Linked DNA regions of Mus musculus: all the other regions are linked to region 6. Evidence: chromatin contacts called from public Hi-C data. All regions are on one chromosome and are shown on one strand. Each heading gives the region's core, a stretch centred on a gene start, on an enhancer-like site or on the middle of the called end of the contact. The rest is flanking DNA. Distances are from core to core; before and after follow the strand shown. Region 1 has its middle 36 kb from the start of Adam12. Region 2 overlaps Adam12 (a disintegrin and metallopeptidase domain 12 (meltrin alpha)). Region 3 overlaps Adam12 (a disintegrin and metallopeptidase domain 12 (meltrin alpha)). Region 4 overlaps Fank1 (fibronectin type 3 and ankyrin repeat domains 1). Region 5 overlaps D7Ertd443e (DNA segment, Chr 7, ERATO Doi 443, expressed). Region 6 overlaps Adam12 (a disintegrin and metallopeptidase domain 12 (meltrin alpha)).

What was found. Hi-C and Micro-C count contacts between places; a contact is called where the count stands out from the background.
Region 1: a Hi-C map of uterus shows a contact between it and region 6, with 3 times the contacts expected there. The contact joins two enhancer-like sites. A contact is called at or near these places in 2 of 484 Hi-C or Micro-C datasets (nephron progenitors and uterus).
Region 2: a contact with region 6 is called in a Hi-C map of the N1E-115 cell line, with 8 times the contacts expected there. The contact joins two enhancer-like sites. A contact is called at or near these places in 6 of 484 Hi-C or Micro-C datasets (the N1E-115 cell line, adipose-derived mesenchymal stem cells, embryonic fibroblasts and 2 more), 3 of 115 datasets of contacts at active chromatin or transcription factors (bone marrow-derived macrophages, embryonic stem cells and fibro-adipogenic progenitors) and 2 of 9 other capture datasets (adipose tissue and embryonic stem cells).
Region 3: a Hi-C map of uterus shows a contact between it and region 6, with 1.9 times the contacts expected there. The contact joins two enhancer-like sites. A contact is called at or near these places in 3 of 484 Hi-C or Micro-C datasets (3T3-L1-derived adipocytes and uterus).
Region 4: a Hi-C map of the N1E-115 cell line shows a contact between it and region 6, with 5 times the contacts expected there. The contact joins two enhancer-like sites. A contact is called at or near these places in 3 of 484 Hi-C or Micro-C datasets (the N1E-115 cell line, embryonic fibroblasts and uterus) and 1 of 9 other capture datasets (embryonic stem cells).
Region 5: a Hi-C map of uterus shows a contact between it and region 6. The contact joins two enhancer-like sites. A contact is called at or near these places in 2 of 484 Hi-C or Micro-C datasets (nephron progenitors and uterus) and 1 of 115 datasets of contacts at active chromatin or transcription factors (pancreatic cancer cells).

The regions. Positions count from the first base shown.
Region 1 is chr7:134,258,850-134,263,626 of GRCm38.p6, forward strand. No RefSeq gene overlaps it. Among named protein-coding and RNA genes, the nearest start is that of Adam12, 36 kb to the left of the region's middle. Within about 2 kb of position 2,547, at least 78 of the 459 cell types and tissues checked have an H3K27ac peak or open chromatin away from gene starts, as enhancers often do. A contact at or near this core is called in uterus, where this site is marked.
Region 2 is chr7:133,952,002-133,956,742 of GRCm38.p6, forward strand. The region is part of intron 11 of Adam12 (a disintegrin and metallopeptidase domain 12 (meltrin alpha)); the gene reads right to left. Gm51500 (a long non-coding RNA gene) reads left to right here. Exons shown (of 3, transcript XR_003946886.1): 3 at 1-1,448. Among named protein-coding and RNA genes, the nearest start is that of Gm51500, 21 kb to the left of the region's middle. Within about 2 kb of position 2,325, at least 9 of the 459 cell types and tissues checked have an H3K27ac peak or open chromatin away from gene starts, as enhancers often do. A contact at or near this core is called in the N1E-115 cell line, where this site is marked.
Region 3 is chr7:133,983,034-133,987,948 of GRCm38.p6, forward strand. The region is part of intron 5 of Adam12 (a disintegrin and metallopeptidase domain 12 (meltrin alpha)); the gene reads right to left. Among named protein-coding and RNA genes, the nearest start is that of Gm39103, 37 kb to the right of the region's middle. Within about 2 kb of position 2,823, at least 10 of the 459 cell types and tissues checked have an H3K27ac peak or open chromatin away from gene starts, as enhancers often do. A contact at or near this core is called in uterus, where this site is marked.
Region 4 is chr7:133,873,230-133,878,092 of GRCm38.p6, forward strand. It overlaps Fank1 (fibronectin type 3 and ankyrin repeat domains 1), which reads left to right. Exons shown (of 11, transcript NM_025850.2): 7 at 3,519-3,684. Among named protein-coding and RNA genes, the nearest start is that of Gm51500, 58 kb to the right of the region's middle. Within about 2 kb of position 2,037, at least 3 of the 459 cell types and tissues checked have an H3K27ac peak or open chromatin away from gene starts, as enhancers often do. A contact at or near this core is called in the N1E-115 cell line, where this site is marked.
Region 5 is chr7:134,290,012-134,294,812 of GRCm38.p6, forward strand. It overlaps D7Ertd443e (DNA segment, Chr 7, ERATO Doi 443, expressed), which reads right to left. Exons shown (of 9, transcript NM_001199941.1): 6 at 3,217-3,394. Among named protein-coding and RNA genes, the nearest start is that of Adam12, 67 kb to the left of the region's middle. Within about 2 kb of position 2,325, at least 6 of the 459 cell types and tissues checked have an H3K27ac peak or open chromatin away from gene starts, as enhancers often do. A contact at or near this core is called in uterus, where this site is marked.
Region 6 is chr7:134,112,327-134,116,717 of GRCm38.p6, forward strand. The region is part of intron 3 of Adam12 (a disintegrin and metallopeptidase domain 12 (meltrin alpha)); the gene reads right to left. Among named protein-coding and RNA genes, the nearest start is that of Gm51501, 62 kb to the left of the region's middle. Within about 2 kb of position 2,710, at least 79 of the 459 cell types and tissues checked have an H3K27ac peak or open chromatin away from gene starts, as enhancers often do. A contact at or near this core is called in the N1E-115 cell line and uterus, where this site is marked.

The sequences.
Region 1 (4,777 bases), core at 1,297-3,796, 150 kb after region 6:
CATCATTAGCCTTTAACAAAATGCTTTCTCAAGCTATTCTTGAAACACACACACACACACACACACACACACACACACACACACACACACACACATATATATATATATATATAATTTATAAAGGGATTTACTGGAACAGCTTATAGGATGTGGTCTAGCTAGTCCAACAATGACTGTGATTATTATATGATATATGTCATATACACACACACACATATATATATGTATATGTACACACACACACACACACACACACACACACACACTTATAAAGGGGTTTCTTGGCATGGCTCACAGGATGTCGTCCAGCTAGTCCAACAATGGCTGTCTACCAATGGAAGGGCCACGAATCCAATAGCTGTTCAGTTCATGGAGCTGGATGTCTCAGCTGGTCTTCAACATAGACCTGAATCCCAAGGAAGTAGACTGTAATGCCAGTGAAGGATCAACTTGCCAGAGAGAGTATAAGCAAGCAGATAGAGAGTAAGCGTCCTTCTTCGGTGGATTTATACAGGCTGCCAGCAAAGTGTGGTCCAGACCTCAAAAGATCTGGATATGTAGCAAAGGATTGCCTTAGCAGGTATCACTGGGAGGGGAGCCCCTTAGTCCTTCGGAGGCTCGATGACCCAGGATAGGGGAATGCTAGGGCGGTGAGGCAGGAATGGGTAGGTGGGTGGGGGAGCACCCTCATAGAGGCAGGAGGAAGGGGACAGGGATAGGAGGCTTGTGGAGGGGAAACTGGGAAGGGGGAATAAATAACATGATAACACTTGAAAGGTAACTAAATAAAATAACCAATAAAAAACGAAAAAAAGATACGATGTTTCAAGAGAGAGAGAGAGAGAGAGAGAGAGATCTGGAGTAAAGGTGTATCTTTCCACTTCAGAGATCCAGATTAGAAATGAGTCTTACCACTTCAAATACTAATGATTTCATTTAAAAAAAAATCTCTCACAAGTTTGCCCAGTCATTGGGCTGTAGCTAATTCCAGACATAGTCAAGTTCACAACCCCGAATAGCCATTATATTTTCCCTCTTTTCAGCTGTGTGTGTGTGTGTGTGTGTGTGTGTGTGTGTGTGTGTGTGTGTAGGATATGTGTGAAGCCAGATGATGACAATTGGTGTCTACTTCAATTGTTCTCCATCTTCGTTTTTGAGGCAGGGTCTCTCACCAAGCCTAGAGCTCATGGTTTTGGCTAAGTGAGCTGGTGAGAGAGGCCCAGAGAGCTTCCTGTCTCTCTGTCCCCAGCGTCGGGATTGTTGGAACTGCAGGTGTGTGCTGTTGGGCTCAGCTTTTGCTCGTGGGAAGCACTCAGGACCAACCACTGCATGTCAGCTCATCTACTGAGTGAGGAGTCATCTTCCTCCCTGTCTTTTAAGAATTTTAAAAGTTTTCCTTTGTTTGTCTTGAGATGCTCTGAAAAAGTCTGCTCTTTCCTTCCCAGGGTCTAAGGCACTTAGATCTGGGACAAACACTACTACTTGAAGTCACCTTTCTGACTGCACCAAGGCCCGACAAGTGCCATTCAGGATGTGTCCAGGAACCTTTTTTGAGAGGCAAAGGAACCAACTAGAATTTCAGTGTCGCCCTCCCTCCTTTTGTGCACATTCCAGATGAGCACCTCAGATTAAATCTTCCATTGAGACACCACCTGCAACTTAAAGAAAAGCTCTGAACTTTTGGAGAAGCTTGCAAAGTTGTCATTGCTATAGTCCATGTGACTTGTAGACCGAGGTCTGCCTTGGTGGAGGATCCTGGCCTTCGAAAATAAGCCACAGGATGTTAGTGGGGGACCTTGCAGAATCTCCAGTACCTGTTGCATAGCCTGCTCTTCCAGGATCAGCCAGCCTTGTCCCAACTGTACATAGCAAGATGGGGGAGGGGAAGAAGAGGGAGGGGGAAAGGGAAGGGGAAAGGGAGAGGGAGAAGGAGGGAGAAGGGAGAAGAAGGGAGAAGGGAGAAGAAAGGAGAAGGGAGAAGAAAGGAGAAAGGAGAGGGAGAAGAAGGGAGAAGAAGGGAGAAGGAAGAAGGGAGAAGGAAGAAGGGAGAAGAAGGGAGAAGGGAGAAGAAAGGAGAAGGGAGAAGAAAGGAGAAAGGAGAGGGAGAAGAAGGGAGAAGGGAGAAGAAGGGAGAAGGAAGAAGGGAGAAGAAGGGAGAAGAAGGGAGAAGAAGGGAGAAGGGAGAAGAAGGGAGAAGGGAGAGGGAGAAGGAGAGCGAGCTAGAGAAACTTCCAAAGTGATTCAGTCCCAGGAATGGGCTGCTTCTGCCAAGGATGGCGGGTTTCAAAGGTTTCTGCAGGGCTACACATTTGTGGGCAATTTTGATGAAAGTACAAATTCAAGGAGCCTTACCATGTGGAGCCATCTGCTGATGGACACACTGTAATCACTTAGCAGCTCACTTCCTTTGAGAGTGCACACAGTGCATTCCTGTCCACCCAAAGAAGTCTTTTTTTTTTTTTTCCTACCACATTCTTAGTTGCTTGACCCAGAACTCTCATGTACCAATGATTAGATCACACTCCCTGGGCAGACACATCCAGCCCCTCCTGCATACACTGTGCCTCATACCCAGACTGTGGGTCATCAGATACACTCAGAGGCCAGGTCTAGTGCATGACTTTTTTTTTGCCAGTGAATGGTGAAAAGTAGGGACTCTGAGAGACAGAGAATTATCCACACTCTCTCATGATTGGCTGCCTTACCGGTACTTCTTTCAGAGTCTTGCTCCACAGAGCAAGTATTTGCTGACTCACCCAGGGGAGCTGACAGCTTCCAGGAAGTTGGGTTGGCAACAGACGCTGTTTGAAGAGCCAAGACAATTGTTTTCCCATTATTCCATTACCAGCTGGCAGACAGGATGTATAACCCAAATAGGAATTGCTCCTTCCACATAAAGTCATGGGGACCACCGGGAGATGGCTCAGTTCTCTTACCACCTGGATGTCTCTAAGGATTTCAAATGTTGCCTGGTCCAAACTCAGGAATCTTTCTTTAGAAACTCCTCAGCCCCCTCATGCTGCATCTCTGAAAAGCCATCTCCATTCTGGACCTAAGACATCCTCAAATGCAAACAAATCATTCTCAGAGAATTTGTTTGGTGACGTTAAGATGGCAAAGTCTAGTTAGAATTTTCAAACCCCACGGAGTCTTTCTTGAGGTCTGAGTTTAAGAAAAATACTCAACAGTTGGTGGCCAGTTCCTGAGAGGAGGGAAGAAATGGCTGCGTTATTTCTGTAGGCCTTGATTTCTCTACTTATCATAACATTAGATATTTCTGTTATTACTATACAACATAAGAGAAACTCAGGCTGTGTTCGATCCATTTGTCAGCATTAAAATAATTTCTACAATAAGAAAATAAGCTCAACAGGAAACCAAATGTTCATTTTCTGCCTTGTCCCAGCCAGAACAGAGGGACCATTACCCCACACCAGACAACACGCCATATTCCTACGTGGTTCCCCTCTCTGGGACCTTAGTTAAGAACCGCCCTTGAAAACATTCTTTAGTGCCATTTAATGTGCGGCTGGCTCTTCCTTCTTTACATTTGAGGACTCAGCAGCAGGTTTGGAGTGAAGGTGAGTGTTTTATGAACTCTTAAAAGTTGGCTCCATCTAGCATTCTCTCTTTAAAATGTTAGCTGACAGAAACCCACCTCCTTAAGTATCACCGAACAGTCTGGAAACAGCTGGGCCCTGAATTTAGATGCATGGGAAAAGCTTCTGAAATACTCTGGAGATACTAAAGAAAAGTAAGGACAGATGTCTTGGGATCTTCATCCAAGAGAGTCTGTCCTTAACTATCGCAGAATTGACTTAAAGTGTGCATTTTTTTTCAAAAAGCTGTTGAACTGTACATAGGAATTCATTGGCGTACTGAGAAGAGGCCCTAACAGTATTTTAGAAAAGCAAACACAAACTTTGCTGAGCTGCTCTGAAAGGATTCCCAAGGTGATGGGAACATGGAGGGGATGTGAAAGTTTACCAGAAGCCAGGAGCTTGGGAAGCCGTTGCAGGTCGGTCACAAGTTCAAGGCCAGCCTCTGATACATAGAAAGTTCAGAACTAGCCTGGGTTACATGAAACTGTATCTCAAAAGCCCTAAAACCAGCCAACCAAATGTTTTCAAGAATATTTTGCATTTCTTTACTTATTCACTGCGCTTATGTGTGGGGGCAAGCACATGCTATGTGCACGTGAAAAGATCCAGGGGACAAGCTGTGGAGTCAGCTCTCCCCTTCTGCCCTGTGGGTCCTGGGGATCAAAGCCAGGCTGTCTGCCATGCCTTGGGAAAGTACCCCTCCACCTATAGAGTCACCTTCCCAGCCCCCAACCAAACTTTATGATAAAACTTCCTGCTTACAGGACTGACCAGACGCAATAAAGCTAAGCATACAATGGCCTTTTGAAGCATCTCACTGCTAAGCCCTCTCAACCAACTCATGGCCCATGAGCTTCTCCTCCCACCTCTGTGCATGCCAGGAAACACTCATGATGTGTTTGCTTTGGGCCAGGCATTCTTCCACACACTCCACTCCCATCCACTTTATTTCCATAGCAACCGCATGAAGAAGGCACTATACTTACCTTGCATCTGGCAGTTAGGGAAACTGAGGCAAGGATAAACAACCAACTGTGCCAGGTCTTTACTGAATTTTTTTCCTTTCACCCCACCCCCACCCTCCACCCTGTTTCCACCCTTTTTGTCTGCTCAGTTAAAACGGATCCTACCCTTTGTAGAGTCTCCCTTAGGTGGCTGAGCAATGCTAAACTTGG
Region 2 (4,741 bases), core at 1,075-3,574, 160 kb before region 6:
ACAGACATGAACCGGTGCTGTGCTTAATGAGGGACAATTTATACGCCTCATGTAATAGACTCCTTTCTGCTGTGGTAGCAGACACACCTGCACATACCATGCTTCTCAGGAGAAAGGAGCTTCGCGTCAGACCTGCTAGGTAAGGCAGCCATAACAGAACTCTGAACCCCCAGCTATGGCAAAAATCAGTGCACATCTCGTCCTGGTCCCGCTAGTTGTCTCTTGCATGGGTTCCCACCAGGGAGTACAGGAATGGTGAGAGACTCTCTATTTCATCCCCAAGTCCCGAGAGCTTGAGGCCCTAAAGCTCGCTGGCACCTGGTGAAGGGCAAAGGACTGGGCTTGGAGCCAGGAGCTTGGGCCTCTGTCCTCCCTGACCTGCAGTCTTCTCACTTATCAGAGGGAGCTGAGTGTGTCTGCATTCTCAGGGCTGTGACAAGCAGCATGAGAAAGACGCCAGAGTTCTTTGTTCAGTGGAGTGAGGTCTAGTTGGGGTGATGGGGTTTTGGTTATACGTTCTAGAACTGTTAGATTGTACATGGTTTTTTTGGCATACCTCCAGGAAAAGCTCCACTGGGAAGACCCTCTGCATTTGCAAAGCAAGTTTCTCTCATCTCCTCGCTCTCCATGGAGTGCATACAGAATAGCAACAGGCTTGGCCTTTTCATCCTGGGTGTTTACTCAACTCCTACTTTCAGTTTTTGTAAGTTTTTCTACTGATTGTATCGAGTCCATTCTTGTAAGTGGTTGTAATCCTGCTTATAAAGTTGTGGTGAAAAAAAAAAAAAACAGGCGTGATGGTGCATACCTTTAATCCCAGCACTTGGGAGGCAGAGGCAGGTGGATTTCTGAGTTCGAGGCCAGCCTGGTCTACAAAGTGAGTTCCAGGAAAGCCAGGGCTATACAGAGAAACCCTGTCTCAACAAACAAACAAACAAACAAAAAACAACAAAAAACAAAACAAAACAAAACAAACAAACAAACAAAAAAGATGTGGTGCACACAGAAAAGGAAAATGGAGGATGGACAAATGCTAAATTTGATAAAATGATGATGGTCATACAGGTTTTCCTCTAGAGCTTTAGTCATTAAAATAGGAAACAAATGATTGTGTAGTAATTGCCACTTATCCATTCATCTACATATGCAATTATTATCTGCCGCCCACCCATCCATCATCCATCTACCTATCTACCAACCTGTCAGTCTAACTATCCATTCATTCCCCTATCCACCACCCAACCATCCACAAATCTCCAACCCACCCATCTTTTCACCATCACTCCAACCCCCTATCCATCTATTCATCTACCCACCTATCTACTCACCCACTCACCATCTACCCCATCCCTACCTGCTCACTTTCTCCCTACTCACCCAACTACCCATCTATGCATCAGTTTATATCTATGCACTTACCCCCAACCCATCAATCTGCTCACCAACACACCCACCCTGTCATTCAGGAAATAGTAGTTCTAGTACACGCTGGGTGCTACTCAGGGGCAGAGGATTCAGCAATGGATAAAACAAATGTCTGACCTTATGGAGCATAACATGGTTCCTTCTGGATAGCATAGTTGTAGAGAGACCCAGGAGTTACCTTTGCCTTCATGTAAAAACCTTTGTACCACTTTCTAGAAAGAGCAGGAAGCCATGTGGGGTTCATGCCTGGGAGGGAATGGGGTCAGGAGAACATCAGCTGGAATGCCTTTACAGATAAAGTGCTGGATTAGAGAGGCCATGACAGGCAATTACATCTGCTGTAGTGATGCAATTCGAAGAAGTTTTGTAGACCTAACCATTTTCAAATGGGGCTGTCTGTCTTCTGCCTCCCAGAATTTGCAGTAGGGATACTTTGTCCTGAGAAGGGCCTTTGTTCTTACAAAAAAGTCCAAATATGGATGTGACTTTCATGTGGCGAAAATATTAGGAGGCAACACAGCTTTAGATCCCTGGGCTTCTGCTTGGATGATACAGAAACTTGGTGGCTTGTTAGATTTCTGAGCACCAGTTCCTCTAGTTCTAAAATGGACACACTTGTGTCTTCTTCCCTGACCCAGGACAGCACAAGTGCCATCTATGGAGGTAGATGGCACACTTCCTGTGTCATCTCCCCTGGGCTGGAAGCTCAAGGAGCAGTGCTTATACAGTGTCCAGCCTGAGAGAAAAGGCCATGCTGCTAAGCCCTATATACATACCAGACAGTATTTGAAGTCTGCACTAACTGCAGACAACCCTTTTTATTTTCCAGTAAGCACTATCTACTTACCCAGGCAGTAAACAGGAGCATGCAGTACACTAATGAGGTCCTCCCAGTGTGCTTATCTTCCCTCCAGGCCATTCCCTCCTAAGCTAAAATCAGGATGGAGCTGACTCAAGGATGCCAGCTGGCTAATGAAATTGATTTGACCAGTCATACTTCATCTTCCTGGAGTCCTCCTTTTGTTACTAAGGCTTTCCCTTACCCCTTTTCCTTTCACGTGGATAAAGATTTCCATCATTTATCTCAACACTTTGAGAAAAAAAAATCCAATGAAGATTTTACAAAACTTTTCAGTGAGAACCACCCACCCCCACAGCCCTGTCATCCTCAAATGAGATGATGCAGAGACATAAGGGCTTTCAGCCCCATCTTTGCAAATCCCTCCATGTTCAGAGTGTTCTGTGATCTTACACAGCTGCTCAGAATTTGGAAGGGGGTGGGTTTTGATGGGGTGTCTATTCTACGTCGATGACTCTTGGCCTCTGGGAGCTTTCGCAGGAAACCACTATTCATCCCATTCCCTTGACACGCTTTTTCAGGCAAACCCTTCAAAGAGAATTTCTGTAGCTTGGGATGAGCTGGAAACGTTCAGGGAGAGGACGGCCTCACTTCTGCTCAATCCCTTTAAGGCACTCAGGCTGACCTTTGCTCCCCATGCATGCTCAGCTGGCTCCCTTCCAACTCTGGCTCTCTGTACACGGGGAATTAAATTATTTGTCACTTTTGGGAAGATTTGAAATGTAGTACCACGATTGGGTTTGAAGATCTCTCTGTCTCTTAGAGCAGTGGTTCTCAACCTGTGAGCTGCAACCCCCCCCCCCCACCAGATCTCCTGCATATCAGAGATTGACATTAATGATCAGTAACAGTAGCAAAATTATACTTGCGAAGTAGCAATGAAATAATCTTATGGTTGAGGAGGCACCACAACATGAGGAACTGTATTAAAGGGCCACAGCATTAGGAAGGTTAAGAAGCACTCTCTTGGACTTACAAGTACCTACCGATGGATGCTGTGGTACCCAGGTCTACTCAGGCAAGTAGATAAGATGCTCAGGGGTGAGATACCCCTCATCCATGCCTACAGAATCTTCTATTCAGAACTCTGCCTCTTTCAACTTGTCACCTCCAGATCCCTTGCCTGTCTCCCTGCTACCATGAATGTTTTATGAAATACAAGTCATTCGATACATGTATGAGTGTACATGCATGCATGTGAATGGGGTTATCTAGGTCAACACTGGTATTTCCCTCAAACAGTCTCCAGTGTACTTTACAGTTCCTTTCACTGAGCCTGGGCTTGCCAATTGGCCAGACTAGCTGTTTAGAAATTACTAGAATCTCCCTGGCACTAGGACTATAGGACCCAGATACTCTGCTTAGCTTTGTAAGAAGGTGCCAGGGACTTGGACTCACCCAGCATGGGGTTACAGGTCTCTAGCCCTGTGCTCAGTTTTATCACTGGGTTTTGTGGATATGAGCTCAGGTCCTCAGTGCTTATACATCAAGTACTTGACTGAGCCATCTCCCCACGTATATGTTAATTATAAATAATAGATTTTATTATGACGTTTTTCTGACATTTTCTTTTATTTCCTTTGTGTGTGTGTATGTGTGTGTGTGTGTGTGTGTGTGTGAGAGAGAGAGAGAGAGAGAGAGAGAGAGAGAGAGACAGAGACAGAGACAGAGACAGAGATAGACAGACAGAGAGAGACAGACAGAGAGACAGAGGCAGAGACAGGGAGGGAGAGAGAGAGACAGAGAGAGACAGAGACAGGGTTTTCCCATGGAACAGCCCTGGCTGTCCTGGAGCTACCTATGTGGATGAGGCTGGCCTTGAATTGGGAGATCCTCCTTGCTCTGCCTCCTAAGTGCTGATATTAAAGTGCTGACAATATGTATGTGCCAGCATTACCCCACCTATTATGGCATTTTCATATATGTACATATTTTGATCATACTTACCCCCTTCATCTTCTACCCCTAGAACTTCCCCTGTTCCTTCCTTGTCCCAAGTAACCCTTTTTGGACTTGAACGTTTTCTTTTTGCTGCTGCTGTTGTTGTTTAGTGACCCAGTGAGTTTCATTAGGGTGGTGTATGGGGGTGTGGGCAAATGTTTGTTTATATCAAAGACATCTTATCTGTAGATGCACCCCTAATGAAAATGCCTTTTTTCCCCTTCATCTACCTCATTAACTACCTCAATAAAACCCCAGGGAGGGCCAAGGTCCCATGAGCCTTTCCTCCTCCTCCTCCTCCTCTTCCTCCTCCTTTTTTTCCATGAGCCTCTTCTATTCCACGTGCAGGATGTTGTTGGATGCTACATGGCACAGATGCTGTTCAGTCAATCACAACTACCGTGAGTTCAAGAGTGAAAGAGCCACGTCATGCTCAGACGTCAGCGATCTTTACCATTCCCCAGCTCCCTCCTGCTTGTTCAATCCTTTCCACTTCTCACTCATTGGTGTTCCCTG
Region 3 (4,915 bases), core at 1,573-4,072, 130 kb before region 6:
CATCAGTCACTGAAACATTGCTCTAGCGCCCACGATACAGTTCCTTTTTTTTTTCTTTTCTTTTTTCTATTGGATATTTTCTTCATTTACATTTCAAATACTACCCCAAAAGTCGCCTATACCCTCCACCTCCCGCCCTGCTCCCCTACTCACTCACTCCCACTTCTTGGCCCTGGCTTTCCCCTGTACTGGGGCATATAAAGTTTGCTAGACCAAGGGTCCTCTCTTCCCAATGATGGCCAATTAGGCCATCTTCTGCTACATATGCATCTAGAGACACGAGCTCTGGGGGTCCTGGTTAGTTCATATTGTTCTTAATGAAAGAGAAAATAAAAGGGGAAATCCTGACTTATTTGTAGTTCAAGCTTTAGGAAGAAAAGACATTTATATGGTTGGTGATTGTGTCATTCACTTTCGAAATTGTTTGAAAACCAAGTTTGGGGATTTCGCTTGTTCCAAATTTTTTTTTTTTTATAGTAAAGTGCAGACTTCATTGTGCCTCTCTGCCTTGTGGTTTTTGTTTTTGTAACTCTCAAAGATATATTACTGTGGAAGAGAGTCTGGCAGAAAGATCCAGTGTGACACTAAGTGCCTCTGAATTAGCAGACACAGCTCAGAAGGGAAACCTTCCCTTTTTCTCTAAAAATACAATTTCTGCTCTGAAATAATTTTTCCTGGTCAAACCTGTTCTCTAAATCGTGGAAGAGATTCGGATATAAAAATAGGGGAGGATTTATAGTGCTTTTTAAAAAACCTTTTCTTATTTAATCTTTGGGAGATGAATATGTCAAAGGACATATCTTAGAACCTGCTGTGGACTGAACGTGAAATGCCCCTCCCCCACAGCTCACATGTTGTGACCTGTGCTTCCCAGCTTGCGGTGCTGTTTGGGAAGGTTGTAGAACCTTTAGGAGGCAGAACCTCGCTGGGAGAAGTGGGTCAGGTGGGTGGGACTTGAGGTTTTATAGCCCAGCCCTACTTTCTGTCCATCTGTCCTTCCTGACTGGTGGCATATGGCCAGAGGCCTTCAGCTCCTGCTGCCATGCTCTTCCACCATGCTGACTGTATCCCTTGCATGCTAAGTCAATGCAAACCTTAGGCTTCCCTTAAATTACCTCATTAGGGATTTTCCCATACTACCAAGAATACTTAGCACAGCACCCCAAACATTTAAGCCAATCCTTGGGTGTATGTGTGGTGGTAGCCTTAAGTCTTTTGGGGAGCCCATTTTCATCTTCTTGTATATATGTGCGTGTACTCATATGGAGGCCAAAGGTCAAGTTTATGAATCTTCTTTGATCATTTTATCCCTTATTCTTTGAGGCAGCGTCTCTCAATCAAACTCAGGGATCACCTATGGCCAGTCGTACTAGGTCTGGGGATCATATGCGTATACCTTCCATGGCTGAAATTATAGCTGCTATGTCCATTAGGCACTTGTCTTCTGGGGATCTGAACTGCGGTCTTGTTTGCACATCAAATGGGAAACCCTTTATAGACTTGAGGATCATTGTGGAAGCTGTCCTGTCCTGTAGCTAGGCAAAGGGATTCTGGCACCCTGTAGCTCCAAGTTCAAGCTCTAGCTTTGACACTTCCTAGCTATGTTTAGGCTCCTGTGTATCCTAAACTTGCTTTCTTCACAGGCACTGTTGGATATCAGTAACTTCTGGGCACAATTGCTACACCACTCAGTGAGACCTTTCAGCCTTACAGGTGACCAAGTTACTGTTTAGATGGTGGCATCTCTCTTCCTTGGATAAAGACAGATCCCCATATCAGGCTGCTGTTCACAGGTTATTCCAAAGACTGATAATTGTAGTCAGATCTCATACTTTGTGAATGTATGTATCCTACCCACAGGAATGCTGGCCATCTGGTGCTCCCTGATATTAAACACAGCACTCAAAGATAAACACCCTTCTGGGAATGATAATGACCAAAACAGAACCCTGTGACCCAATAGTTAGGCTTGGAAATAAAAGTGTAGAGAGTTTTAAAATACATGGACAAGGGAATTCTGGGTAAGCCAGTGGCTTAGAAGTCACATCCGAGCAAGTGGTTGATTATGGTTAGGGACACAAAGAAAACAGGGCTATCTCCTAACTCCCTCATCAGCCCCAGGATCCACTTGATCAATGCGACAGCTAACTTTCTCTACCACCAGACCAACAAACTCCCTATACGTTGAACCTGGACTCGCTGCTGCCACAGATGCAGGATCCAGCCAGCTCCAACAGTCCTCAGCAACCTGGGCTAAACGGCGTCATCCAGAAAATCTCCAAAAGCTGTGCTAATGGAGATGTTCACTGACCACTCCCCAGAAGACTGCCACCCAGACCCCATTAATGTCCCAGTGAGAACAGTGAAACTGAGGGAGCCATGTACAGATTCTAGGCAATGCTTTGGGCACTGTGCAGCCACCCCCACTGAGGCCCTGTGAATTGAAGCATGGCAGCCGCATGGAGGCTGCCTCAGCTATCCCCGGGGCTCACAGCACAGAGCCAAGTAGCTCATTAAGAAAACTCCATGGAGAGCTGGCGCTAGGAACTCCTGGGAGGAGAACAGGACTGCTGAAAATCAACAAGGAGGAGAGCTTAGAGCAGAGCCAGGAAGGCAAGGCAGTGATCTGCCCAGGGAGACAAAAACCAATATCCAGACCACTGATTGCAGTCTCTTAAATCTCTGCTGAGCTCTCAGCCCCACTCCCTGCAGTTATTCCTCATCTATATAAAACTCCAGGCAGTGCAGCAGAGCAGCACATACTCCATGCTTATGCTGTTCACTCTATTCTTTTCTATTTCCCCATTCCTTTTCCTATTGCGTCACCTAAAGCCCAAAGGCTGACCTGGTACATGACATCATAGTTCATATCTTTATCCCACTCTGTCAGCTACCATTAACTCTCCATTCCCTTCCCCTCCTTGCCTCTATTATTCTTGCTCTTCCTCTATGTCTGTGTTCTCTATGGATTCATATTCTTATGTTTTCTCTGGTTTTAAGAATGTACTATGGCAGAGGAAGCCTTTTTTCCAGTCTTGTCTATGCAGTGTTCTGTGTCCTTCAGGGTTGGCTCCTCTTTGCTTAGATTTGGGGATTTTCTTCTGTGGTTATTTTCTTCTGTGAAATAGTTTCATCTTTCACATGAAATTCTTTTGGTGTCTGTAATTTGTAAATTTTGCTTGTTTGAGGTGCTCCCTTTTCTCTAGTTCCCATCTAACAACAACTCACGAACCCCCACTATTTAGCAACATAATCAGGAACCCCCACTATGACTTCTTGCCTCCATTTCTTTTCCTCCCACTCATACCCACACTAACATATCAGTATAGACGACACCATCTGGGTTCCTTTCCTCACTAGAACAATCGTTATTTAACAAGTGTCTGTTTTGTAGCCACCTGCTACTCACTCTACTGTGGGAATCTGTTAACTGCTAGAGAGTGCCTATTCCTGCAGTCAGTGTTAACCCATAGGGATGGGCTAATGATCAATCCTGGGGCCTGCACCAGTTTGATGGATGGAAAGCTCACCCATTAGGACTCTGCCACAACCGTGTCTCTTCTGAACTGTAAATCCCTCCACCAGAAGAAGAGATGTGGCCCGAATTAAAAGACGAAGAAAATCTTAGCCAACCATCTCACATCACATGGGCAGACTCAAGTACAAAAACCAAAGTAATCTAAAAACTCAGGACTCCATGTCTCCTCCCATGCCAATCCATGTACAATCCTGGCTCCCGCCGAGAAGGACTTAGACAAAACTCTAGTCACAAAAGTCAAAGGAATGATTGCAAATACGTTCAAACAGCTTGAGGAGGATGCAAATATTTTCCCAGAGAGCACAAACAAGCAAGGCTAAGTGAGGAAGTCAATTCATGATCTGGAAATAGAAAGTGAAGTAATACTCAAGTAAAGAAATCCTGAAGAAATTAGGATGGAGATGATAAACACAAGAGATAAAACGAACAGTTGAGTATAAAGCCTTCCCAACAGAACATGTCACAGTGGAATAGCTGGGTTTGGAGACGAAATAGAACAAGTGGATCAGCCCATCAAGGCTAGTGATAGACTGTAAAATGTATGGGTGGAACATGCACAGACATGGGGACACAAACAGGTAAAGATGACGAATTATGGACACTGAAGTGGGAGAAGAATTTCACACAAAGGATTAGACTATTTCACAGAAGAAAACCCCCAGATCTAGGGAAAGAGAAGCTGATCCAGAAACAAGAGGGACACAGAGCTCTCAGTAGACAAGACTGGAAAAGAGGCTTTGTGTGTCACATTACATTTTAAAATCGGAACATACAGAACACAGGACATGCGCTGAAAGCTTCCAAAGAGAAGAATCATGCTACAAGGAAAGATGAGACCATTAGAACAATTATTGACTTTTCAATCAAAACTGTAAAAGCACAAGGGCTTGGGATAAGGCATCTCAAAATCTGAAGGCTCACAAGTGCCAGCCCAGCTTAATATAACCTGTAGAACCATCTATCATAACTGAAGGCAAAAGGAAACACTTTCCATGATTAAGGCAGGCTAAAGGAATTCATGCCCATCAAACTGCTCCTGCACAGAACACTGCGGTAAGTACTTGGGACTGAAGATAAAGACAAACACACTCAAGAGGCCAGCAGAGGAAAAAGAACCATGGGAAAGAAATTAAACAAAGGAGGACTGAGACATAATCAAACACCATACAGTCAACCAGAATGACACGGATACCCACACCTGTCAGTAGTGACCCTGTCTATGGATAATCGCAATCCACCCATCAAGAGTTAACACACTACAAGACAGGATTAGAGAACAGAATTCTGTTTTTTTCTCCCTCAAGAAATGTACTTCGTGGCCACAAATAAACATCACCTTGGAGTGAATGGATGGGAAAAAAAAGTTTCCCAAGCAAA
Region 4 (4,863 bases), core at 787-3,286, 240 kb before region 6:
TTTCTTAGAACTGGTAAATCTTTCTGAGTTTACAAAGAGCTGGGACCTGGGGTGCAGTGAGGAGCACAGACAGCAGAGAGCATGGTGTCAAACCCCAGTCCCTCAAGGACACAGTATGACACCCTGCATAGCTAGCTACCTCAGTAGGCTTCCTTGTGCAACCATGGGGTTATTGTGGACAATAGATGGGTAAATACATTGCCATGTGAGACACGGGTTCTGGCTCTCTAGAAATGTACTTATATTTTATTTCATGATTGGATAGTATTTTAGGAGATACAGGTGTGATTCCTCCTGGCCCGCAGAATTCAAGAAAGACAACCACTAAAGACTCGAAACTTAATAAGGAGGTTTACTGATGTGGCTGATGCAGGATGATTAAAAATATCTGAAAACCTTTCATCTCAGCACTTGGGGTGGCAGAGGCAGGAGAATCTCTCTGAGTTCTAGGCCAGCCAGGGCTAAATATTGAGACTATTAAAAAAATGGTACTAACTGGTTAATATCTAAACATAGAGTAGAATAAATTCCCAAAGGAAAGAAACCCGATGGAACCATACATCTACAGAACTGTACTGAGAGGTCCAAAGATTTAAAAAAATCAAGCTAAGTGCCGTACTTCAGAATGGTAAGACTGTGGCGCCATTTCTCAGTCTTCTCAAATTAGCATATAGATTGAATGTAGCCTCAAATGGAATTATTCTAGGGAACCCGCCAAAACGATTGTAATTTATCTGAGAGAACAAATAGACGGTAATAGACACTAAAACTCTGTCAAAGACTATGGGGACAGATATTAAAATGCCTTAAGAGTTAAACTAATTAGAGAGGTGGTACTGTATAAGAGATTGGAAACAGATAAACAGGATAGACAGAACTTAATATGGTGGCAGAGGCGCCACAAAGCCATGGAGAAGGTACTAGAAATAGGCTATTAGAAAAAAAAAAAAAGATCCCAGCAAACAGCAAAGCTCATGCCAAGTGCATGGGGGACTAAGTGTCAGAGGTCACGAAGGACATTAGGAGGCAGGAAGTCCTCATCTGAGCTGTAATGCTCAGGGCACAAAAGTGGGGAGGCACTAACCAAGGAGAGTGCACAGAGTTAGGGGCTGTCTAAGGGAGCACTGAGGAGTGTGCAGGGAGCAGGGCACCCACATGCACATCATCAAGTCACACAAAGATGGGGTACAGGAGACAGCGTTAACTAGTTCACATGAAGTGCAATTAGTCTTGCTGCATAAAATACCACCTATATATTTAGAAATTAAGACGATGAAAGTGGAGTAGAATGGACATTTCCAGACAGAATCACTAGAGGCATGACGCAATGCACAAAATTTGGGAATATACATGGGCTAAGTGCCGATGGCTGGGGTCCTTCTCAGTGGTGAAGTGTTTGCTGTGTGTCAGTGAAAATTTGAACATCTATTTTTCCCATTTTATGTGAGGAAAAACACGGGGGTGGGGGGTTGGTGGTGGTGGCAGGAGCTGGGAGGAGAAGGAGAGGGCATTGAGTACGTGCTAATACAAAGCTCAGACAGGCCGTGGCCCCTCACAGGGATTCCATTCTAGGCCCAGGAAGTGGCCAGAAGTGCAATTAAGACTTTGCAGTCAGGGCATATTAGGGTGATAGGGGATTGAAGTAGTCCCAGTGTCCTTGTGTGGCCACTTAGGGACTGCTCTCTCCTACTTCTAAACATTTAGAAATGATGGAAGAGTAACACGGAGGGTGTCTGTCCATGCTCTACCCAGCCCTAGCAGGTGCACGCATTTGTCCTATTGTACACCCCTCCCACACATACCCCTGTGTGCTCCACAGTCACCTTCAGTGTGCACTCCTGAAGGCAAGGTCATCATGGTGGCCAAGCTGCCACCACACACTTGGGTACACCTCCCCGGTTCTCTGGTGTTATTGGCACTCAGTCTCTGCTTGTCCTTCTGATGCCACTTTGTGGTGGGGGCTAGGCAAGTCCTTGATGCAGTGTGTGCTCCCACACTGTGCCTGGTGTTTCTGCCTCTCGGGCGTCATTTTCTTTGTTGAGGACCTGTCCCCTCTCAGTTCTCTCCTTCTTTGTCCTTGCCCCGTCTATCCCTCTCTCCCTCCACTCGATGCTTCTCTCCATTCTCCCTTCAGTCTCTCTTCCATTCTCCTTCCCTCCTCCTCCTCCTAGCAGTGACATCTGAGTGAACTCCCAGCATGCTGTGTTCTGGGTTCCTCTCTCTTACCTTCCCCAGGAGTAGGGTAGCATCTGGCTTGCTCACCTAACCCTGTATTTCCAGTAAACATGTTTTCATGGTAAGGCTATTATAGGGTGCCATCTTCATTAGGAACTTTTAGAGCTTGTGTTGTTTTTCTGGCTCTGCTGTGGAGGTCTCTACTGGTGGCCATTCCAGGCTGGATTCTGATGGTGGTGGGGATAGTGAGATCTCTGTATAGTTTTATTTTCCTCGTGGCAACTAGAAAATAATCTATAGGTTAATAAATTCATATGCTCTGGCGATATCAGTTCCCACTAACATCTTAAAACGACCCAGGCGTGGTCCCTGCCCATCCCAGTTAACCAATTATGAGGTGCACAAAAGAAGTGTATGATTCCATATTGATTGACAGTCTACAAGGAGGAACTTCTCAGCAGCTGGAATGGACCAACCAGACTTTGCTCTCTAAAGGAGAGTGGCAATAATTGAGCAATCTTGTTTTAGAGCAAGGAACTGGTTTAATAATGAATGCTGACAGTCTGACTCCCTTTTGTATATAATCTAGATTTTGTGGATATTTTAAAATCCGATAATTTATACTCCCTTGTAGCCAATATTAATTTTCAAAGCACCTTAATATTTTGTGTGTGTTTGTATGTGCATGTGTATGTATCTATCAGTGCACATGTGCTGTGGTTCTCACGTGGGGGTCAGAGGACAGCTTGCAGAAGTCTGTTCTCTCCCTTCACAACGTGGCCTCTGGGGTTGAACTCAGGTCATTATGTTTTCCCTGCTGGGCCATCTTGCCAGCCCCAGTACTTATTTTTCAAGATTAAAACATTATCCGCACACCATAAAATGCACTGCTTTAAAATACATTCACACAGTTGCTCACCCATCGCCACCATGGGGGCCAGTTTCATGACTCTAGAAATATACAGAATATATCCCCCCTCCCTTCTTAGCCCTGGACAGCTAGCAGCCTACTTCTGTGGCTTCCTCCTTAGCATTTCCCAGATGATTCATGTAAATGGATCATGTGCTATGACTCTTTATGCCTGGCATAATAAAAGATGATCATATTGTTTTAAGATTTTTCAGACTACAGACAACTTCCCTTTCACGGCTGACCTGGCATTTCATTGCATGGATTTGACATTTTATCTATCAGTTGATGGGCATGTGTACATTTTATGTGAATAAAGTTTTTTATTTCCCACTCAGATGGCAAGTTTTTGGTTTACTGTGGGTGGATGGAATTTGGATCCGAGGTCGGCGGTGGGGCCTACAGTGGAGTCTGCTTCCTCTCTATGTTGCAGTCTCATGCTTGCATGCTACGCGGGGCACCTAGATGTTGTCAAATACCTCCGGAGACACGGAGCTTCTTGGGAGGCTCGAGACCTCGGAGGCTGCACAGCTCTGCACTGGGCTGCAGATGGAGGCCATTGCTCTGTGATTGACTGGATGATAAAGGACGGTTGTGAGGTATGGCCTCCTTGCTTCCTGGTTAGCCACACCACACTAGTCAGAACTTGAAACCGTCTTCTGGGATCTGGAGGCAGGCAGATGGGCGGGTGGGCGGGCAGGCAGGCTGGCCGACCTGGTCACTTGCTCTGAGAAAAGCCAGCCAGGAGTCTCCAGCTCAGGAGCTTGAAAGGCCTTGGAGGATCCCTGGGGAACTATGGTGACAGCCAGGCTTCATCTCAAGGAAAGAAAGTGGAAGCAAAGGAAGTGGGTGGAGCTCAGAGCTGACCCGTGTGTCTTTGCTGCTGCTCTGTATGTCCAGTCACTGCCGGTGTCTATTTAGTTGGTTGCTGAAGCCTTCCTAAGCACCTGCTACATGCAGGAGAGGCAGAGATGTGCATAGGTCTAGTAGCTTTCAAAGTTAGGTTCTTTTTATTCGTGGGCTTTCTCTCTCTCTGTCTCTTTCTGTCTCTCTGTCTTTCTCTCTCTGCACACATGTGTGATGTATACATGTTTATATGGATGTGTTCACAGATGTATGTGTAGAGGTCAGAGGTTGTTGTGTTGGGTGTGATTAGAGGTGGGAAGCCCTGGAAAGTTGAATCAATGGCCTCGAACTCCAAGCCTGGGAAAGTCTCATGTCCCAGAAGATGTCAGTAGATTTGTCTAGTTCATCTCAGGTGTAAGCGTGGGAAAGCAGGCCTCCTGCCCCAGCTCTCACTGGCTCCTGCCATTGCAATCAAAAAGCAGATTTACCCCAAAGGAAAAACCTTGGAAGTAAGAGAATTCCAGTTACCACATCCCTTGTTTCTTTATGCCTGAGAGACATTTGCAAGCAGTCAGAAGGCTGGTCTCAGTGAGAGAGCGCTATGTGGCAGGGTGACCACAATGCCCTGTATACTTTACTTGAGTCTGTAGTGATAACAAGCTGAGGTTCTGGGAAAGGAAAGGGATTCTTAGGCAGGCAGGTTCTCTGATATAAACATTTAAGTTCTGGAATTTTGAAGTGTGGGTGTTCTGGGCTTCAGCTATACAATCCTGTTACCTTCAGATAACCAACCATTTGGGTTAAATCCCACCTTCTACTGTAGCCCAAGGGGCATTTGTAGAGGACAGGCCTGCATGCATGAGTCCTCTGGAGACAGCTATGAATACAGCTGGGCTAGTGGGTACAGAGGACAGCAGCCCAGCCTCCATGCT
Region 5 (4,801 bases), core at 1,075-3,574, 180 kb after region 6:
CAGTTACCCCAGCATGGAAAAGCAAACCTGAGCCTTCCTTCCACCAGACGTCTCAATGCTGCAGCCGGGGCTCATTCACACACATGATTTATGATCTAATTTAGCATGTAAGGAAACATCTGCATTTTGCTTTTATCATCTTGCCAGCAGACAGACTGAAGACAAGATGTGTACTGTAGACTTGTTTAATGGGGCCTTAAACATTCCCTCTCACTAGCCTAAGCTTATACAAGGCTCTAGTTTCAAAAATTGTCTGATCTAACTGACCTAACACAAACAAACATGGAAATAAAGCTCTCCTCAACACATCTCTACCACAGGGACAGTTGGAACGGCCATAAAAATCCATGCCGATCAAGTCCCCCAGAGAGCATTCCAGTGGCCAGGACAGTCTTGGAATTGGGGGAATAAAAAGGTGACTTAGTTATTTAATACTATGACTGGGCCTCTTTTATTATTATATACAATTTTAAAATGTTCATTCAGAGCACACGAACTTATAAGAATATTTGCTTTGGGAAAAACATCAAAGTTGACTGATATTGCAAGCAGTTCTGCATGCCCCCCCCCCACATGCACAAAAGATGCATTCAAGTTCAAATTCCCCAAACTGTGACTGAGACCTTCTCTTGACCTTGTCATTGGAAATATGGTCTTTGCAAATATAATCAAGTTAGTATGTGGTCATACTGGGTGGGTGGAATTTAGCTTTGAATAAAAAGAGAAAAATTGGACTCAAGATCACACAGATAGGAAGAAGGTCATGTGAAGACAAAGGCAGAGAGAGCTACAGGGATCACTCACTCGCCAAGGAGCACCAGGGATGGATGGCCAGAAGCCACCACAGCTGGGAGAGAAGTGACATGAATGCTCTACTCTGAGCCTCCAGACAAGACTGGCCCTGCAGGTGCCTTAATTTTGACCCCTGATCTCCAGAACTCTGAGATAATGCATGCCCGTGATCTTAAGCCAGCATGCAAGTAGCAATTTCTTACAGTATGACAGGAAAGTAATGCAGGCATGCAAAGGCCACCCCCCCTCTGATACCGTGGCCCAGCTAGAAGGTCTACCTCAGAAGAGAAGGAGCTCAGCATGGCGCCTGCTACCATCTGGATCCCTAGCATCCTCCTGTGTGTGAAATGCTCAGTCCCCAGGTTCGAGCTGCAGGGAGGTAGCCGCCTCTTTAAGAGACAGGGTAAAGTGGGTGTTCTCAAGCCATTGGAGGTGTGGCCCTTGAAGGAAACGGTGAGACCCTGGTCTCTTCTTCCTTCTCTCATTTGCTTCCTGGTTGCCATGAGATGGACAGCTTTGCTCCCTCCGCTTTGCACGGCTCATTGTGATGCGCTGCCTTGCCAGAAAGCAATGGTGATAACTAGTCATCCGAAACTTCAAAGACCCAGAGCCTAAGTCAACCCCTTTCTCCTTGGAAGTTGATTTGTCTCGGATATTTGTCGTAGTGATATAAAGTTAACAAATACATCACCATCCGGAAGAATTTCCCTCTGGCCATCTGTCTCTGCTTCTTACACAAACCAAAGGCTGAAAACGGAGATCTTCCAAGGTTAGCTTGTGTGTGGCTGCATCTATATTGTGCTTATCTGTTGACATCAGTGTCTATATATAGCCTAACTCTTTTTGACCAAGTGACATCTTTCATACCCAGCATGAGTGAAGGTGCCAAGGGGATACTCCCACTGTGGCTGGCCTCTGGTCTTCACAGTGCCTTGAGATAGCTGTGCCTGAAACAGATGCGCTTTGGCTTTGTTGAGCCAGAGATTAAACAGTCCCCTAGAGAACACACCTAGACCAAGCCTGTGTCTACACCTAGCTTGAAATGCTAGCTAGACACACAGTGTGATGGGCCAGCCCTTTGCCCATCTGCCTGGCTGGCTTTCATTTTTCATCCTTCTGGAATGTGCCATGGGATGGAAGCAACAGGTAACTTGTCAGATCCCTTGAATGGAAACAAGACATTCAACTGTGCTCCTTCTGGGGTCTCTAGAAAGCTCTCCTAAAGTGTTCTGGATGCAGGAAGGAGTCAGGCTACCTAGAAGAGAGTCTAATAGGAACTGATTTCAGAAGCTTTCTTCTCTCTCTCCTTCCCCTTCCTCCTGAGATCTTAGTAAGCTTTGCTAAGCCGCACTTTATTGAATATGCTATTTTCCCCAGAGGACTTCTACTCAGAATCATACTCATGATTTAACATCCTGGGGGCCAAAATATTTTCCTAGGAAAAAAGATCTCATCCCTGTCTTCACAGTCATAAACCAGAGGCTTCTCCAAACCCCCAGATTTTAAGATTTGAGTTGGCAGGCCTTTCATAAGTTTCCTGATGTCCCCAGTCCTTGCCTTCATCTCGTGTTATTCTTGCTAGTTCAAGGGCCTGTTTATGAGGGTCCATGAAAATAAAAAAAAACAAAAACAAAAACAAAACAACTGAGGTCATCTTGCTCTCAGTGATATTCCCAGCCTCCAACGTGGGGCTGGGTGCAGGAAAGGTTCCTGCTAACTCCTTCTCCTATGAGTGAGTGAGTGGGTGGGTGAGTAGGTAAGTGAGTGGGCGAGTGAGTGAGTGGGTGAGTGGGTGGGTGGGTGAGTGAGTGGGTGAGTGGGTGGGTGAGTGAGTGGGTGGGTGAGTGGGTGGGTAGGTGAGTGAGTGGGTGGGTGGGTGAGTGAGTGGGTGGGTGGGTGAGTGGGTGGGTGGGTGAGTGAGTGAGTGAGTGAGTGAGTAAGTGAGTGAGTGAGTACCCTGCCTCTCAGGGTTGTCTTGACCTCAGCCTCACTGTACTGGGCAAGCTGGCCATCCTCCCTCTGAGCTCACAGCAGGAAGAGGTCTCCAGATGACAAATGTTGATGCAGACAAGCTGGAGTCAACTTCTTGCCCCAGGTCTATTTTGCAATCTATAAAGGGCAAGGGAGATCGCTTGCAAGCCTCCATTAGGAGCCAAGAATTTGAACTCGCTATCCTGGCTCCTACAGTGGTGTGGCTCTTTTCCCAGCTACAATGGTGAATTTGTGTCCCAAGTTATTTCTGCTGAGTTGCATGCCCATATGTAACCTCTCAAAATGAGCTGGCTCCCAGAGCCAGCTTCAGGATGCTGAGGTCTGTGCATGCCAGTGGCGTAATTTGGGATCCTCATCCTTTCAGTGAAGGCTCCATGCCTGAGAATGTTTGTCCCCAGTCTGTTCAGGCCTTTAGAGCCACCTGTAGCTTACCACTAAGAGGATGGGGAATGGTGAACTGCTTCTTGTTGGCGCGGACAGGAAGTAGGCTCTGCTTCTGCCCCAGGCTCTCCTTTTGTTGGGTTTTCCTTTGCTGTACCATGCGCTTAAGCTTTTGCAGCCGTTCTTGTGAGCGAGAAATGAACTGAGGTCTATGGACTTCCAGTGCTTCCTGATTGGAACAAAGAACAGACTTTTGTTTTTTAAGAGAAGGGAGACCAGGTAACAATACAGCTATCTGATTTACTCCATGGGATCCAATCAAGATCACAATACTCTATGGCAAAAAGCCACAGTGCAAATATAACCCCTGCCTCCCATGACCATGTGTAAAAATGGTATGGACATATTGATGACAAGGTACTGGAGGTCAATGCTGGCCAGCGCACAGAGCACACTGCATCAGGACCAAGAAATAACTAGCACTGGAGCCACTGGGTACAAACGGCCAACATCTATCTGCCTATTTGTTGATTCATGCTGCCAAACCACTCACTGCTGAGGAACCCAAATCTCAGGGTTCTGTACTTCCATATTCTGAGAGACATGGGTGGGACTCGAAGGCAGGTGCTAGAAATGTGCACACTCATTCCTGCTGGGGTCAGAGTCTTAAGGATACAGGGATTGTGTCCCTGGTGTAGAAAATGGTGCTTTTCAGAGGTCTCTCTGTGGCTAAAGAGAACCACTTCTGGGTAGATAGAGGTAGAAGGCTCTGCTATATACAGAGTTGTTCTATACAGTGAGCTTCATAGGTCAGGTCAGAATCTCCCCACATCTTCTTGTTCAAAGCAACATGTGCGGGGCTGTAGTGACATTTTAGAATTTTGGAAATGTTCTAAGAGTGTGCTTTCATTTTAATCCCAAGTGTAGGGATGCAGGGCTGTTCTGAACTCTACAGCAGATGACTATGATTTGCCTCATGCTCTAGCAGAGGTGTGGTTTTGCCAGCTGCAGATAGTTTCTGCAATTGTGAGATGTTTATTCTGGGAATTTTCATAGGAGATTTAAATGCCAGAGCCCCAATAGGTGGATTTGTTTGGGATTCTGGGGACACCTTAGATGTTTTCTACAGGCTCATCAATGTCCAAGGATGCAGCAGTGAGCCAATGGGGCTTTCTTTACATTTGTGGGGAGTTGCACCCCATAGCAAGTGCCTTCCCAGAAAGTGTATTTAACTGCACAGTGTGCCAGTAGCAGCAACTTTCTCTGAGGTCATCTGCCATGTTAAATATTTTTACTTTGATCAATATATGCATGTTGCTTCTCTAAACAGAGAAGCAGCTAAAAAAAAAAAAAAAAACCCAGTATCTTCCGTGTCCTTCAAGTCATGGGTGTACAACTTGGGAAGCTTCTTTACTTGTTCAATGGCTGTGCACCCTATCTGACTATGGAATGTCTAGGAGTTCTCATCTGATAGGGATCTTTTGAAAAATCAAATGTGACATGACCCCATGTGACCTCTGGGTGCCCTTTCATTGCCATTGCCATTGCCATTGACATGGTGGCAGTAGCAACAATCCTTATTCTTACCTGGCAGAGTCAAGTGTATTGTTTCCATGAGGCAAATAGCAGAAGAGAA
Region 6 (4,391 bases), core at 1,460-3,959:
CTAGCAATCAAAGACACTTAGTAAATTTCTCTCTCATCTGCACATGCATGTGCTTGCATGAGTACATGTGTGTGTGGAATTGAGAGAAACCCCTTAGCTGTCATTTCTCAGTTATTAATTACTTTTTTTAAAAAAAAAAAGTTAATTCCTCTCATGGTCCTCGAACTTATAAAACAGCTTAGTCTGCAAAGCCTCAGGAACCAACATGCTTCTTCTTACCCAGCCCTGGGATTACAATGAGTACCACCTCCTGTTTCTTCAAAAATGTGGGGCTTGGGGAGCCTCATGCTTGCAAGGCAAATGCTTGACTGAGCTATCTCTGTAGTCCCATCTAGTGTTTCTGAGGCAGAGGCTATAACCCTTTAACATTACCCATCAATACCATGTTCTTGTTGTAAATGCTTTGCAGGTATCTGCCTATTTTAATTCTAGACCTTTCATGGGACACTCAACTACCCCTATTATAGTTAGAGAAATCAAGGGATAAGAAAGCCAAGATTCTTTCCCAGGGCTACACTGCTTGACTTTCTCCCTAGTCTTGTCTTCTCGGGTTAAAATGTTCTTATCCTCTTGACGGCACCTAGTTCTGGATGATATAGTTTTACTCTGTAATTAATTTTCCTCCTAAAATCAAGCCACACTCACCAGCCACAAGGGTCAATGGCAAGCACTTCCTTTCCTACTGGAAACTGGAAACAGAATTGTCCAAGTTGGAGTCAGTAGTGGATGGATGGGGAGCGCCTGTCAAAGAGCCTTAGAAGGCCTTAGAAAGCCATGCTGTCTTTACCTTTGACCCAAGGTCAATGTAAAGTGCTCCAAATGCAACTTTGAATTCATGGCTTCATTGATTAAGCATTTTTGAGCCAACAGCACTTTGCTAGTATAAAAGACACAGTCCCACTTGTCTGGACTATTCACTTTTGGAACAGAACTCATGATCTACTCCCAGGCTGAGAGTCTGTCTAGGGCAGAACTGCATCTTGATATTCATGCTGGCTGGCTATCCTCAGACACCAGGGAGGAGGGAGTGAACAAGCAAATCCCACCGTGTGACCTGGGTCTGTCTTCCACCAGGCTCTTTATAGTCTTTTGATGCTGTAGTTTCCTGCAGAGGAATCGCAGATTGTATAAACAGGGGCTCTTGGTCTGGGCTCCAGAGGACTACAGGATGTCCCTGGGAGCTGCTGCTCACACAGGCTCACCTTCACTTAAGTAAACCAACATTTGAGTGAGAACAAGCAGCTCTTCCTAGAGTCAACCACAGGGGTGAAGCCGACCGACCCTCTGCTCACATGTTTACTGGGAGGTCAGCAAGGGTGAGGTAGGTGTGCAGGCATTTGTCCAAACTAGTCGAATGTCCAATAATAAACATCGTTATGGAGAGAATGTGCAAGCTAGTTTTCTTCTTGTTATATCAAAGTTTTCTTAAAAAAATTTTTTAAAGAATTTTTAATTCTTCAAAGCTTTTACACTTAACATTTTTCTAACTCTTTTTTCCCTTCTTTCTTTTCTTCTTTCCTTTTTAAAAAAAATGAAAAATGGAAAATTAAATGATTGACTCCTATAGGGTAAAACCCTTGCTTAGATGGAGCCGTTACTAATGTATTGTCACTAACTGAAACTTTATTGACAGAATTGTAGATTAACACACAGTTGTCACGAGGTATCTCTGGCTGGGGAGAGACGAGATGACTCAGCAAGATAAAGGTGCTTGCTACCAAACCTGACATCTGGTTTGACCCCAGAGACTCTTATGTGATTGGGATGTTCTGCCCCACCCCCGTTCCCTGGGACATTTCTGGGGAACAACTTTATCCATGCTGAGATGGGAGGTGGCAGGTCTTGCAAGCGAGGCCTGGTCATAGCTGCTTTCTTGAGACGGGGCAGGACCATTCTGATGCCATTGTGGAAATACATCATAGAACAACTGTGCACTCTGATTGAACATAAATCTGTTTCAAGCTCCCCTTTCCTCTAAGCTGTCCCTGGGAACTCCCCCTCACAAGATATGTTGTTTTGTCAATTTTTCTTTTTTAGGTCAAAAAAGAGAAAAGGAGGGCGTGGGGGCGATGCATACATTATGCTTTGAGTCACCACAGTTTCCTCAGCATTAGGTTTGGCCGCGCTTTTACAACTGGTATCTATCAAAGGGTTTTCATCTGCTTGCCAATGTGTCCTCTGTCCTCATGACTCATGGTGGGGACTCGTTCCTTTCAGCTTAATCTCCACTAGTTTATCATTTCTCTTGTTCCCAGGGGTGTTCCTGGAGGGGGAGCGTGGTGCTGGAACCCAGTGAACTCAGACACAAAGGAATTACCAGATTTCTCTTTGTGTGAAGAAAGGCAGCGAGTGGCTCTGTTCATGAGTGAGCCTGCTTGGAGATTACAATGAGGCATCTGCTTCTTATACAGCAGAGCGGGGCAGGGTTGAGAAACATCTGCCCCAGACAGGTCTTCTGATAGATAGCTCTTGGATTCACTTGGACTGATAACATCCCTTGGGGGTGGGGATGACAGGGTCTCCTCACACGCCATCCTGCTTGTGCTGTGGAGACTCCCTCATGGCAGGACACTGGGAAGAGGAGTGGAGAGCCTGGGATAAACTGTGATAAGACATGGTTCCTGTCAGGCCTGAGCTTGTACAGGCTCTGTGAGAGTAGCCTCTGGAAGGACTGGTAGGTCCTAAGCATTCCTGACTTCTCTTCCCTGGAGAGCTCCCATCCTGTTCCTGGAGACAGGATGTCCTTGAGTCATCACCAGCTCATCTACTCCATGCTGTGCTCAAGCTGAAGATTCAGCCCAGTTCTTGGCCCTGGCCCAGGTCTCCCCTAAGCAGTGCATCCTATCCCCTGACCCCTGCCTTCTTTTCATAAGCTTCCATCTTCAGAATGGGTAAAAAGTTGGACTCTGCAGGTCACAGGTTAGGGTCTGGATCTAGTGCTATCACCTATCAATTGACTCAGTTGGTCATTGTGTCCTCTGGAGAACAGGGACAGCTGTCATATACACTGCACAGAGCTGATGCCAGGGAAAAGCAGACAGTTGGAGAGAAGTGCCGCTGAGCACATCCAGGGCTCCATCGTGGCTGACTGTTTTCTTTAGCATTAGGCCCCGTCTGAAGCCTGGCCCCAGGGATGCTCTTCTTCCCTCCCGCACTCCCTGTGAACAAGGTAACAGAGTCCGCCTGGAGTGATTCTGCTGTGCAGCACTGGTCTGACTTCCCCAGCTTTGTGCCGGGCTGTAGTCCACACTGTCCCGGGGATTCCCATGGAGCATCCGCAGCAGCCACACTCTTTAGGCATAAAGGTCCTCAGCTGTTTTGCAATCATGTTCCCAGGCCACGGTCAAGCTACTTGACACACTGCCATCTCTGGGGAGTACTTTCTCCTTTCTGGAAGGACTCCTTGACATGCTCAGTAACTTCTAACACAGCTTTAAAAGTGTGCCAACTAGAAAAAAAAACAACTGTAAATTAGACACATTTTCTGCACTTTGACTTGAGCTCCGCAAGATACAAATTCATGGGTTCTTGTGTCACATGCTCTTGTCAAGAGTCACTGGCGGCATCAGGAGGAGGCACACACTGAGTGCCTTGATCAGTCTGGGCATTTCTAAAGTCTTGTACCAGCTCTTACTTTATTCCATAGGACCCTCAATGTGGCCTCGTTGGTTGATAGCCCTGAGGCAAGTACTGGGTGGTGGCTGGGGCAGGTTCCTTCTAGAATTACTGAGACAGTATTGGTGGCTAGAAGCTGGCTTAGGCTTGCTTGTAGATGTGAGATGTTGCTCTTTTTTTTTTTTTTTCCAGACAGGGTTTCTCTCTGTGTAGCCTGGCTGTGCTGGAACTCCCTTTGTAGAGCACGTTGGCCTTGTATTTACAGAGGTCCATCTGCCCATGCCTCCAAGTGCTGGGATTAAAGGCATGAACAACCACACCCAGCCTGCTACTTTTTATCCTAAGGAGTTGAAGCAGGTTGGTGACAACTTTGATTGTGTTCTGAGTTCAGTTCATGCTTGTTCTCAGGCTCAGCTTCCTCCTGCCCCTACAACACACAGTTGCCTTCAAAATATAGCCTCTTTATCCCAGAGAGAACTGGCAAAGTCCAGGGAGGTTCTTTCTGCATCAATAGTCTATGTCAGTGGTCACAGTGTTCACTTTTAAAAAGTAAGGGTTCAGGCTTCCAAGAACACTTACATTTAAAATCCCAACAGAAAGTGGGGCTGTCTATGGTAACTGACTCTGCATTTACAAATACCCAAACACATTTGCCTCCAATGCATGGGAAACTTCTCATCATCAGCCCCCCCCCACCCCCAAAGCACATTTCCCATGATGCTGTCTCCTAATATCACAATCTGGCAGTAAGATAACAAGGCAGGCTGAAACTGGTC